2 separate regions of the Gossypium hirsutum genome follow, and region 1 is linked to region 2. A link is a contact called in public Hi-C data. All regions are on one chromosome and are shown on one strand. Each heading gives the region's core, a stretch centred on a gene start, on an enhancer-like site or on the middle of the called end of the contact. The rest is flanking DNA. Distances are from core to core; before and after follow the strand shown.

What was found. Hi-C and Micro-C count contacts between places; a contact is called where the count stands out from the background.
Region 1: a contact with region 2 is called in a Hi-C map of leaf, with 2.3 times the contacts expected there. The contact joins the promoter of LOC107921220 here to the promoter of LOC107918136 in region 2. A contact is called at or near these places in 3 of 34 Hi-C or Micro-C datasets (hypocotyl and leaf).

Annotation. Positions count from the first base shown.
Region 1 is chrA01:41,790,069-41,795,233 of Gossypium_hirsutum_v2.1, reverse strand. It overlaps LOC107921220 (insulin-degrading enzyme-like 1, peroxisomal), which reads right to left and starts at 2,113. Exons shown (of 25, transcript XM_041111082.1): 1 at 1,721-2,113; 2 at 1,534-1,609; 3 at 1,021-1,088; 4 at 223-314; 5 at 58-131. The coding sequence starts at 1,843.
Region 2 is chrA01:40,909,216-40,914,617 of Gossypium_hirsutum_v2.1, reverse strand. It overlaps LOC107918136 (probable galactinol--sucrose galactosyltransferase 2), which reads right to left and starts at 3,383. Exons shown (of 14, transcript XM_016847667.2): 1 at 3,153-3,383; 2 at 1,246-1,459; 3 at 282-517. The coding sequence starts at 1,436.

The DNA.
Region 1 (5,165 bases), core at 864-3,363, 880 kb before region 2:
TAGATTAAAATAAAGGAATCTATGTGTTAAAAGTAAACCAAGAACCAAAGTGATAACCAGAATCAACAGCTTTAATTTCCCTCATGGTAGCATCAGCCGACATCAATGGTTTAATGAAGAACTGTGCAAACCTAAAGAGCAAGGAAAACACCCAGTCTCGCATGCATTAAAAGAACAAGATGAAAATAACTGCTAAAGGAAGACTGCATAAACAACATCTACCGGTCCAAAGCCTCTTCAAAGCAATCGGTGTTGGCATCAAAAAAATAGTTGGTCATCTCAGAAGCTGTGAAGGCATTTGTGCTGCCTCCATGCTGTAAATCAGGAAAATAAAACTACTTAAATTTTAAATCAAAGGAATATTATCTGAAAACAAGTCATGCAAATGATTTTACTTCACTATAAGCCTCTTGTCTTAAGGCATCCCTTTACAAATTTTGAAGTTAATTCTATTCAAAGTTAGCTAACAATTAATCGGTTATTAGATCACAAACATCTTACATGAATCCTTTCAAATTTGATGTTCAATTGGTTCTAAGATTAAGATTGCTTATCTATTATGCATGTCTTTCTGTAATTATAATATTATACAATTGTTTTGGCAAAAAAAGATACCAAGAATTTGTAATCACCCCTTTTATTGATGCTTCAGAAATAATTTTGATACTTTTATGGTTTAAAAGGTTTAGAAGTGCTTATCTATTACAATGGTTTTTATATCAATAACAGCCAAATAACTGATCCAAATACCTGACCTCATAAAAGGCACAGTAATTTTAATGGCGTAAGGTATGATGCAAGTGACTAGTAAGCAATACTAGAGATACTAAGAACCTGAACCCCTCTCAAACTTTGGTTTTTTCTTTTTCTTTTTTTCTCCCTTTCTTTTAACAATTTCTGCATACTTATATAGCAAGTTTGTAATTAAAACACGAGGAACTTTAACTTCATAAAAAGTAACCATTAAAACCGCATGAACTCATCAATAGATGACCATTCTGCATTTAAGATGGGCAATACCTCTGTTATATACTTTAAGTAGCTATCTTCCAAGGGATACTTCTCGCTAGCATAAAACAGCATGTGCTCTGCAAGGAAGGACAACATGTTAAACATAAAAAACAAAGTAAAAATCATAACTATCCCACTACCATGCAATTCTTGTTCAATTGCTGGACCAGAGTTCTTTCAACAATTAAATCAATGCACAGAAACAATAATACCACAAAAAATAATCAGAAAATCAATAAGATCATTTTGAATTATTTACGATAAGGGAAGTTCAACCCAGTAATAATAAACTTTACTGAACCAACAGAATTTTTTTTTAATCAGCATTAATGACATATTTTAGTGAGAGCTATACTGATTACAAAATTTTAGCCCATTCAATTTATTTAAGAACACGATGAGGAACAGAATTGCTTAAGTCACACACTGTTAAATTCAAAGAATAGAAGTAACACAAAAAATTCCTGGCAGTTCACATATACAAAAAGAAGATCAAATAAATGGATTAAAAAAAATAAATACCAAGAAAATGGGCGAGGCCTTCGAGGCCGACAGGGTCACAAAAGGAACCGACACCCACATTTAAAGAAGCAGCACACTGTAACATAAAATAAATAAAAAAAGAAACAAGGAAATTAGAAAGAAAGGTTCATAATAGTAATGGATTTGGGAATGAAATGAAAGTCAAGGAATTGGAAGATTAATTTGCCTTGTCGGTGTCGGGATCGCTAATAAGAAGAACTTGAAGGGAATTTTTAAGGACGATCCTTCGGTACTCTCTTTTGTCCGTTTTGGGCTTTAAAATCTCCACATCTTCAATGCTGACCGCCATTTCTCAGTTCACTGCTTATCTATGTTTGGATGATTTGAGCTTGGGTATGGAAAGCGGAAGAGAAGATTGAGTTATTAATCTGCTACTTCCGGGCCGGATGATACGTCTATAAAGAGAGAAAGAGGAAGGTTCGTAGTTTCTTTCCATACTTTCTCAAACTTGACTTTGCTTCACCTAAAATTGACTGTACATGGATCAAGTCTTTTTTTTTTCTCTTGTTCTTTTGTCCAACACATGGATCAAAGATTGTTTTGATTTGGGCGTTTAGTTTGTATACAGCGTTAAGATTACATAACTTGCAGGTAAAACCTTGTACTCTTTACAATTTTGGAATGTAATTCTATTTTAAGAAATTTAGCGAAATTTAGCCTATTCTAATTATTAAAATTGTTAAAATTTTTTTTGTTAAATTTATTAGTGTGAAATTTTAAAATAATAAAAATACTCATTTTGTAACAATGTAAATAAAAAAAATGAGATTTTAATTAAGTTAAATTTTAAAATTTGAAAAGTATAAGGAATAAATTTCTAGAAATAAAAGCCTACAAACTAAATTTTAAATTTACAAATCTTAGAATGACTTATGGCATATTTTTACTCAAAAATAATATAAAAATATATAAATTAGCTATCTATAAAAAAATTATATTAAGAAATTAATCTATATGTAACACTCATTACCCGAGTTACATAAATAACTGAGGAAAGGACGTCACACAGTGGCGTAGCCAGGGGGGCTAGCATGGGCCCCGGCCCCCCCTAAAATGGAAAATTTCACTTTAGGCCCTTACAATTTTTTAAAAATTTTAAATTAGTAAAGGTAAAATTGCACTTTAGCCCCTCCTAAAATTATAAAAATTCAATTTAATCATTTACATATTATAAAAATATAAACTATAAAAAATTAAAATTTCATCCGGCCCCCCCTAAAAAAATTTTCTGGCTTCGCCCCTGATGTCACATTTGGACATTAAGTTCACTAACTTCACAAAACTTTATAGATAATATTAAACACTTCATTTGAACTTTATTATGGTCTTTTAAAGTAATTTGAACCATTTCTAAACTTCCTTTAAAGTTTGTTGTAATCAGGATCATTCTAAGCTTGTTTGGACACAAAATAGTGAAAACAAGGCACTTGTTGCGCAGCATCTAGGGATTTTGCGGCACAAGTCCTTATTACTATTTATTTTTTCTCTTTGAAGGACTTATACCGATACTTATTGGTATTTGTTGCAGCACATCTATCCTAAAGTGTCAAAATGACCTTAAAACACCTTATTTACATGCCAAAACATGTCAAATTCTTGTTCAATCATTCTTGACCATTTTTAAACCTTAATCCACTTAAAAACATCATTTAAGATATCATACATTCGTCCATGATTAACCTCTAAGTAATATATTCTAGGATTCTCAACAAATTTCGACTTAATTACATGACAAATTAGTACCAAAATCATTATTTCTCAACACTTATAATACCTAGGTACTTGTAACACCTATACCCAACCTGATCATCGGGTCAGAGCTATGGGACGTCACATTCATTGTCAGAGCAATTACAATCAACTACGATTCAATTTAACCAAGTATAGATGCTATTAATTATAATATGTATTCACCATATGTTATACATTCATTTCCAGGTCCTTTACAAGCTTACGAAAGCTCTTAAGATGACTCGAGGTTGAGTAAGGACCAAATTATAAAGTTTTCAGAATATCGGGTTGACGTCGCGACTTTAAGAGTTTCTCATTGCAATGCAACTCACTAACTTGATCTCGTCATGACGTTAAGGGGCCCAATGTCGCAACGTGACCATCTACTTTCAAATGGTACAAATTTTGCAACACCTAAACAATTAAACTTATGATCCAGTTCGACCATTTCAACAAGGATTCATCTCAAATATGTTTACTTCTAAACATTAACATCTTTTATACATATGCATTACATCAAATTTATCATTTCAACTTAAACACATATGCCAAGTTCCACGAGTCTAACTATTTAACCATATGATAGAAATACACTTATATGCCATACGTCATACATCATCTCATTCAATTCATATATATACCAATCTCAATTATATAACCAACCATTTGGCCATACTAAACTTTACCATTTCTAGATTTAATTATCAACAAGATCTCATATTATGAAAATTGACTCAAAACCTACGTACATGCCATTTATCGAAACAAAATGATGTTAGAAAAAACGAGTTTGAAAAACGCAGCGGAAAATAAATTTAGAGAAAAACCATGGTTTTAAAATTTTTCCAAAACAAGATATTGGTTGTGATATCTAAAGTAATAAACACTTACTCAAAATTGTACATTTTCGATTTGTCTAGGATGAGTGCTTCAATCGATTAGTCTTCATTGTTATCCTCAAGCTCACGTTTGTCGAATGTAGGATCACTTCGAATCAAAATTTTTTTCAAAAATTACCAGTGGGTTAATCTTGAAATTTCTCTAAACTTTTGGGTTAAGTTGTAAATCACAAAAATATCTCTATAAATTTTCTAGAATAATCTCTTCAGAGAAAATTTCTCTTTACAACTTTCTCTTGAATTCAAATGTCTATACATAATGACCTAATGCTCTCTTTATATAGGGAGAGTTTAGAGAGTTCAACTATGATTAAATTTAATCAATTTAATGTTAAATTTATTAAATTTAATAATAAATCTCATTAAAATATAGAATGTTTATCTTGTAAATAAACATTAAATTAAATTTAATATTAAGATAATCACTTTAATATTAAATTAATAAAATACTATTAAGATAAGTATTAAATTTAATTTAATATTAAACTATTAAAATAATATTATTTTTGAATAATTAATCTGAAATCAAATTCTCTGGTAGAGTCCCAGTACGAGTGTAACCCTTCCACTGCTTAACCATCGATGACCAGCCACCGGGACGCTGTTGTCGCAGCCACCGGCACTATCGTGTCCAGTAATATAGGTGCGACACCCTTACGGCATTCCGAGCCAGTTCGGTTGCTGTCGATTCGGTCCGAGTCGATGACGACCTGACAAATCCAGTTTAGCCACCAGTTAGACCGTTGGCCCGGTTTCACATACCGGGCCCAGTTCGACCAATTATTGGGTCTTGGTATCGATTTTGGGCTTTCGGGCCCAATTTACGATTTTAGGTCCAACTTTCAAGTTCAATTACCCATTAGGCCAATTGTCTGACTTGAAAATTACCTTAAAGATAACAAAACATTACCTTAAAGATAGGTCGTTTCCTCCATTCATCGCAACTGTTAACCATATCTCAAGCTAATTACAATAGGCACT
Region 2 (5,402 bases), core at 2,134-4,633:
GTCGTTTCGGTTCTTTCGAACTCCATCCTTTTCAACTTATTTTCTTCGCAAAAATGTTACATATGCCATTAATCTTGATTTATTGGGATGGCGGTCATTCATGGTTTCTCCACCGTGGTTGTTCACACTAATGACAACTCCACCCCATGATTGATGATTTCATATGGTTTGCTTCCTTCATTAATGGCCAAAAAGATGGGGCTGAAGGTTCGCCTTATGCAATTAAATGATAGACATATACAGAAAATGCCACATGCTTTTGAGTGCCATAAGCTACTCACCACTCTCAAGGCATATTTCAAGCTCATTCTTGTCATTGCCTTGAAGAACAGCACGGAACTGGCCTTCAAGGAGAGGGAGGAAAACAGTGTAGATCGTTGGGGCATTAGGATCATCTTCTTCCTTGCTCTCTACGAGCATGAATTGAGTCTCCAAAGGGACATCTTTCCCGCATGTTCCCATTCTCTGAGTCATCCACCATAGTTTGAAACGGAAACAGCACATAAACCGGAGGCCCCTGTTAGAGAAAAATAAGTACCAAGTCATGGCTTCGGGTACTACTCCACACCACAATCATCCAGAACTTACAGGTTTTGTAATCCTCAAGTATCACAAGTAAATGTCAGGAAAACAACAGTCCCAGCTAACAATTAGGAATAAGCAAAGCATTCGGATAATCCAAAGAACATGTACATTAAAAGTAATTTAAAATAGATTTAAGCATGAAGTATGCTAATAAATATATTTGAATCAACATTTAAGAAATGTTCTTAAAGTCTAGACTCCTATTTACTGCAAAGTCATATAATCCGATTCTTTCCAAGTTAACTAGAAAACAAATTAATCTAAATGAACCTTTTTCTAAAGGTGTAAACTGATCAAACGCGTTCAAAAAATAAAGTAAAAGGATGGTGTAGAATCTTAAGGCAACAATCAGTAACATAAGAAGCTTGATACTGTTAGAAACAAAAATAGGAACCAACCATCTCTTTCTTGACAACTAATAGTACTTTATAGCTAATGCTATCTGTTAAATTTTTTTTTTAAATGAAACAACGAAATTATAAAATGAAAATCCATTGATTTGCTAAATCTCAAACTCCCAATCCATAAATAAATTCTCACACAATGATGCAATCACCAAACAGAACATGATGAAATAACATCAATTCTAGTTAAGAAAAAGAAGGTATATGAATGTCAAAATTGGAGGATAAAAGAGTTTTCAAAGGAGAATGTGCTTACTCTAAAACACCTATTGGAAAGACATGAAGGCTTTTGCTATCCGAAGCAGTAGCACCTATAAAAGCACCAGCAACAAGCCCGACACCGGATCCTGGGGTCAAAACAATGTTGCCAGGCATTCCAGTGAGGATGGTCTTCCCATGAACCACAAGGTTCCCATCGTTGATGGAAATTCCTGGCGTGACAGTCATTTTTTATGATGAGCACCTGATAACTGTCAGACAACACAACAAACGACATCAATGACAACTCACGGAACAGATATATATATATATATATAAGAACAAAAAAAAAAGGCAAAAAGTTAAAAGATGTTTACATTAAATTCAGAAACAGAGTTTCGATAAAAACAATTAAGAATTATACTAGATAACAAAAACAAAAATTTAAAGACCACCTATTTGCAGAAGACGAATATAGCAAAATAAAAATGGGTAAGGGGTAGAGTCTAAAATTTTGACCAATGGGTTTAAAATATCTTGGAAAGTTTAGGCTTTTGTAAGGAACATTTCCAGTGCCATGAGATTTTCCAGAAGGAAGAAACCACCCCAATTGCTTCACTGATGTTGTGCTTAACATTTTCTCACCTATCCGCTGAACAATCATGGAATTTTGAACCCACCCAAAACTTATAAAGAACGAAAAAAAATTTCTGAAAAAGAAAAAATTGTGTAAAATATTAAAAAGCATTTTTAATTTATCGAGACAGAAAACCAGCTCTGTTTTTTTTTTTTGTTTATTGGGATAAAATATTATGTCCATGAAGAAAAATCTGGAATGGTCAAGGTATGAATGAAAAAAGAGAGCAACTGTTCAAATTTATTTATTTACCGTGATTTAAGCTACAGTTCGTCGCTAAATTGGGATTGTAAGCTACTTTTTGGTTTTTTTTTTTTTTGAAGGAATATACGAACTATCTTTTATAATCAAGTAACTTTCAGATGGTTTACTTGAAGATCATCAACGGAAAAAAATAAATATGAAAAAGAGAAGGCCGCCGGCGGACCACAATGATCTGTTCAGACTATAAACAAAGCTCCTCTTTTTATTAGAAAAATAAATAAATTCTTAATTTTTCACTTTCAGAAATTTTTTTTTTCTAAGAAAAAAAGAAAAGAAAAGAAAAAGTGTATGCTTAGAGTTAGAGCAAGTTTGGACGGATACACGAGAAAAGCAGGTCCAATAATCTAAAAGACCTTCACGATTAATACAGCAGAAGAAAAAACGTGAAAAAGAAAACACGAACTTCTTTTAGTTAAACAGAGGATTATAAAAAGTTGGCAAAATTTTAAACGACGATGAATTTTCAATTAAACAGATATTTATTAAAAAAAATTATCTGTCACCGTAAGAGCAAAATCATAATTCATAACCATGTAATTCGAGGGATTTATCGTCGTGATCTTAACTCTTACGTAAATAAGATTTTATTGTTATAATTACGTTCTTCGTCAAGCGCAGATCTACTCCATACCATAATCCATAGTCATGGAAAGCAGAAGCTTTATAAATCGATCAAAATCTCAGAATTAACAAACAGGAAATTTAAAAAAAAATCAGATCATAAAAACTCCAAAGCACGTCTCATTTCATGATCATGATCACCACGAAACCAGAAACAAATCGCAGAGAGGAAAAACAGGACTTAAAAAAAATGAAATAAAGTAAAATACAATTTAAATAACAAATCCATAAAACTTTCAAATTTAACAAACAAAAAGTTCCAAAAGATTTTAGATCATAGAAACTCCAAAATCCAAATCCAAATCACGTCCCATTTCATCATCACCAGGGAACCAACAACAAGTCATCCAAAAGGGAAACAAATGTTACTCTAAAAAGAGAATCCACCATAAACCACTATTTAATTTCACAGTTGACGGCTGAGAACCCCAAAATGAACTCACCTATATCCGGCGGGGCTAGCTTAGGTCGTTAAGCAGCCAATAGGACTAAGAAGCTTGAAACACTCTTGACTCCAAAACTTAAAACAAAAGAAAACGAAAGAAACACTCAGCAGAAGCGCACTCCGACAAAGGGAATGCCTCTTCTCTAGAGAGAGGGAGAGAGAGCGAAACCACTAAAAATGGCTTTGTTTTCCTCTTTCAGACAACGGATGCGAGTAATGAGGGTGAAGAAGCTGGGTTTTTATAGCCACAATTTCTGGGGGTTAAATATCGAGCAACTTCTATTACGGGATCATTGGTGTACTGCCACGTGGAATTTTATATTCTATTATTGCTATTCTTTTAGAAACGTTTTGTTTTTGTTCTACAATTTTTTTTAATGAATAAAATAATAATAAACATATTAGATATTTTGGGTTAGGGTTTATTGCTTACTGTTGCTGAGCAATCCGTGACTGAGTGACAGAAGGCATCTCTGAATTGTAAATTTAAACAGCGGTGGAAATGAAAGGGGCTTGTAATTTCTATTAAAACATGAATCTGAATATTTGTGGATCCGTATGTTACTTGTTTTTGTTAATATTTTAATTTATTTCTATTTTTTTTTCAATTTACTAAGCAATTCAATCATTCAAAGGATAATTTATTTATTTAATGCTAGTAATGGTTACCTTGATAATACTAAAAACTAATTAAATACTAAAATAATATCTCAGTGACATTATTTACCAAAATGGGTGAAATTAACAATGCTAAGAGGTGGACTGAAAGGGGTGGCAGCATCGCCCTTTTTTTCTGCTCAATTATAATACATTCATCTTTAGCTCATGATATGTTTTAAAAAATAATTTTTTAATTGTGAAGAGACGTTCTACGGCAACATTAGTATACAGAAAAAACTATTGAACAAAATACGGGTAAAAAGGGGTGAAGGGTACTAAACTGGCGGCACCAAGCTTGGAGGGCATGTGACAGCCGGCACCAGTTGGGGGAGGAAGGTTGTCAAGCGGCACGAAACCCTTATATATTTGAGTTGAACGGTTATAGTAATTTGTATGAAGCGTTGTAAAAATTTTTGTGTTTTGATTTGTTGAATTGTTTTAGTGTTTTTTGTGTTTGGTTGAATGGTTGTAGCAGCTAACAAATAAGAAGAAAGACAAGGAAATTTTTTTTGTAGAAGAGGAGAAAACAAAGAAGAGAAGTCAGAAAGATTTGTAAGGTTTGTACAGTGATTAATTTTTGTTATTATATTTTTTATAGTAGAATCTTGTTTTGTTTTTGAAAAAAATATTGAGAAATTTAATTATGTTTAAATATTTTTACATATTTATATTGAAGATGGATAATCAATTTGCGTTTATTTCGATAGAGTAATTTTAACAACATTTGGTTTTATATTTGAATTTCACCAACAAATAGCTATGAGATTTAATAAAAATGTGTCGATTGATAATATGAAAGAAAGGATCAGTTCAAAAATTATTAAACATTGTGGGAAGAGAATCTCGAAACTATTCTACAAAGTCCCAGTTTCGACAAATCCCATCAAATTCACCGAGATGGAATTTGTAGACTGATGGGATTTATAGACAATGAAGACATAGAGACAATAGTCGCACTTTATTACCAGAATCAGAGTGGCCACACTGAATTGGTTCAGTTGTTTGCTAAGTTAGCTGATGTAGAGCCAAGTGAAGATTTCACTTCATTAAGTGAAGAACATGAAGTTTAAAGATCCGTGTATGGAGGTTCCGAGAACGTCCGTTGATAGGCGAACGACTATATGCATGTTTGACATCAATATTAATTCTCCATATGTGTTTGAGAACCTTAACCCAGGTCTCCGTTTACAAATACATTCGCCAGTAATTGAGACCGATGCAAATGGTGAAGATGGACGTGATAATAATAGTCCTTCTGATTAAGAGGCTGAAGATTATAGTGATCCCGATTTAGACGAGGTCCCGGATGATATCGACGGTGAAGGCATGAATGATGATAGAACTATTTACGCTTCTTCAACCAGGAACCCAAGTTGAGGCATTGTCATGCACAATGATCCTAGGGCCCACATGTCGACCGTAAATCCTAATGTGGCGTATACATTTAAGTTTTCGGAGTACCCCGATATATTACCTGCCTGCCGATTGGCCATAAATCTTGAATGTGAGGAGTTGTTTGTAGGCCAAAAATTTACAACTAAGGAAGACTGTTGATGCGGTCGTTGAGAGCACCAAAAATATCCTATTC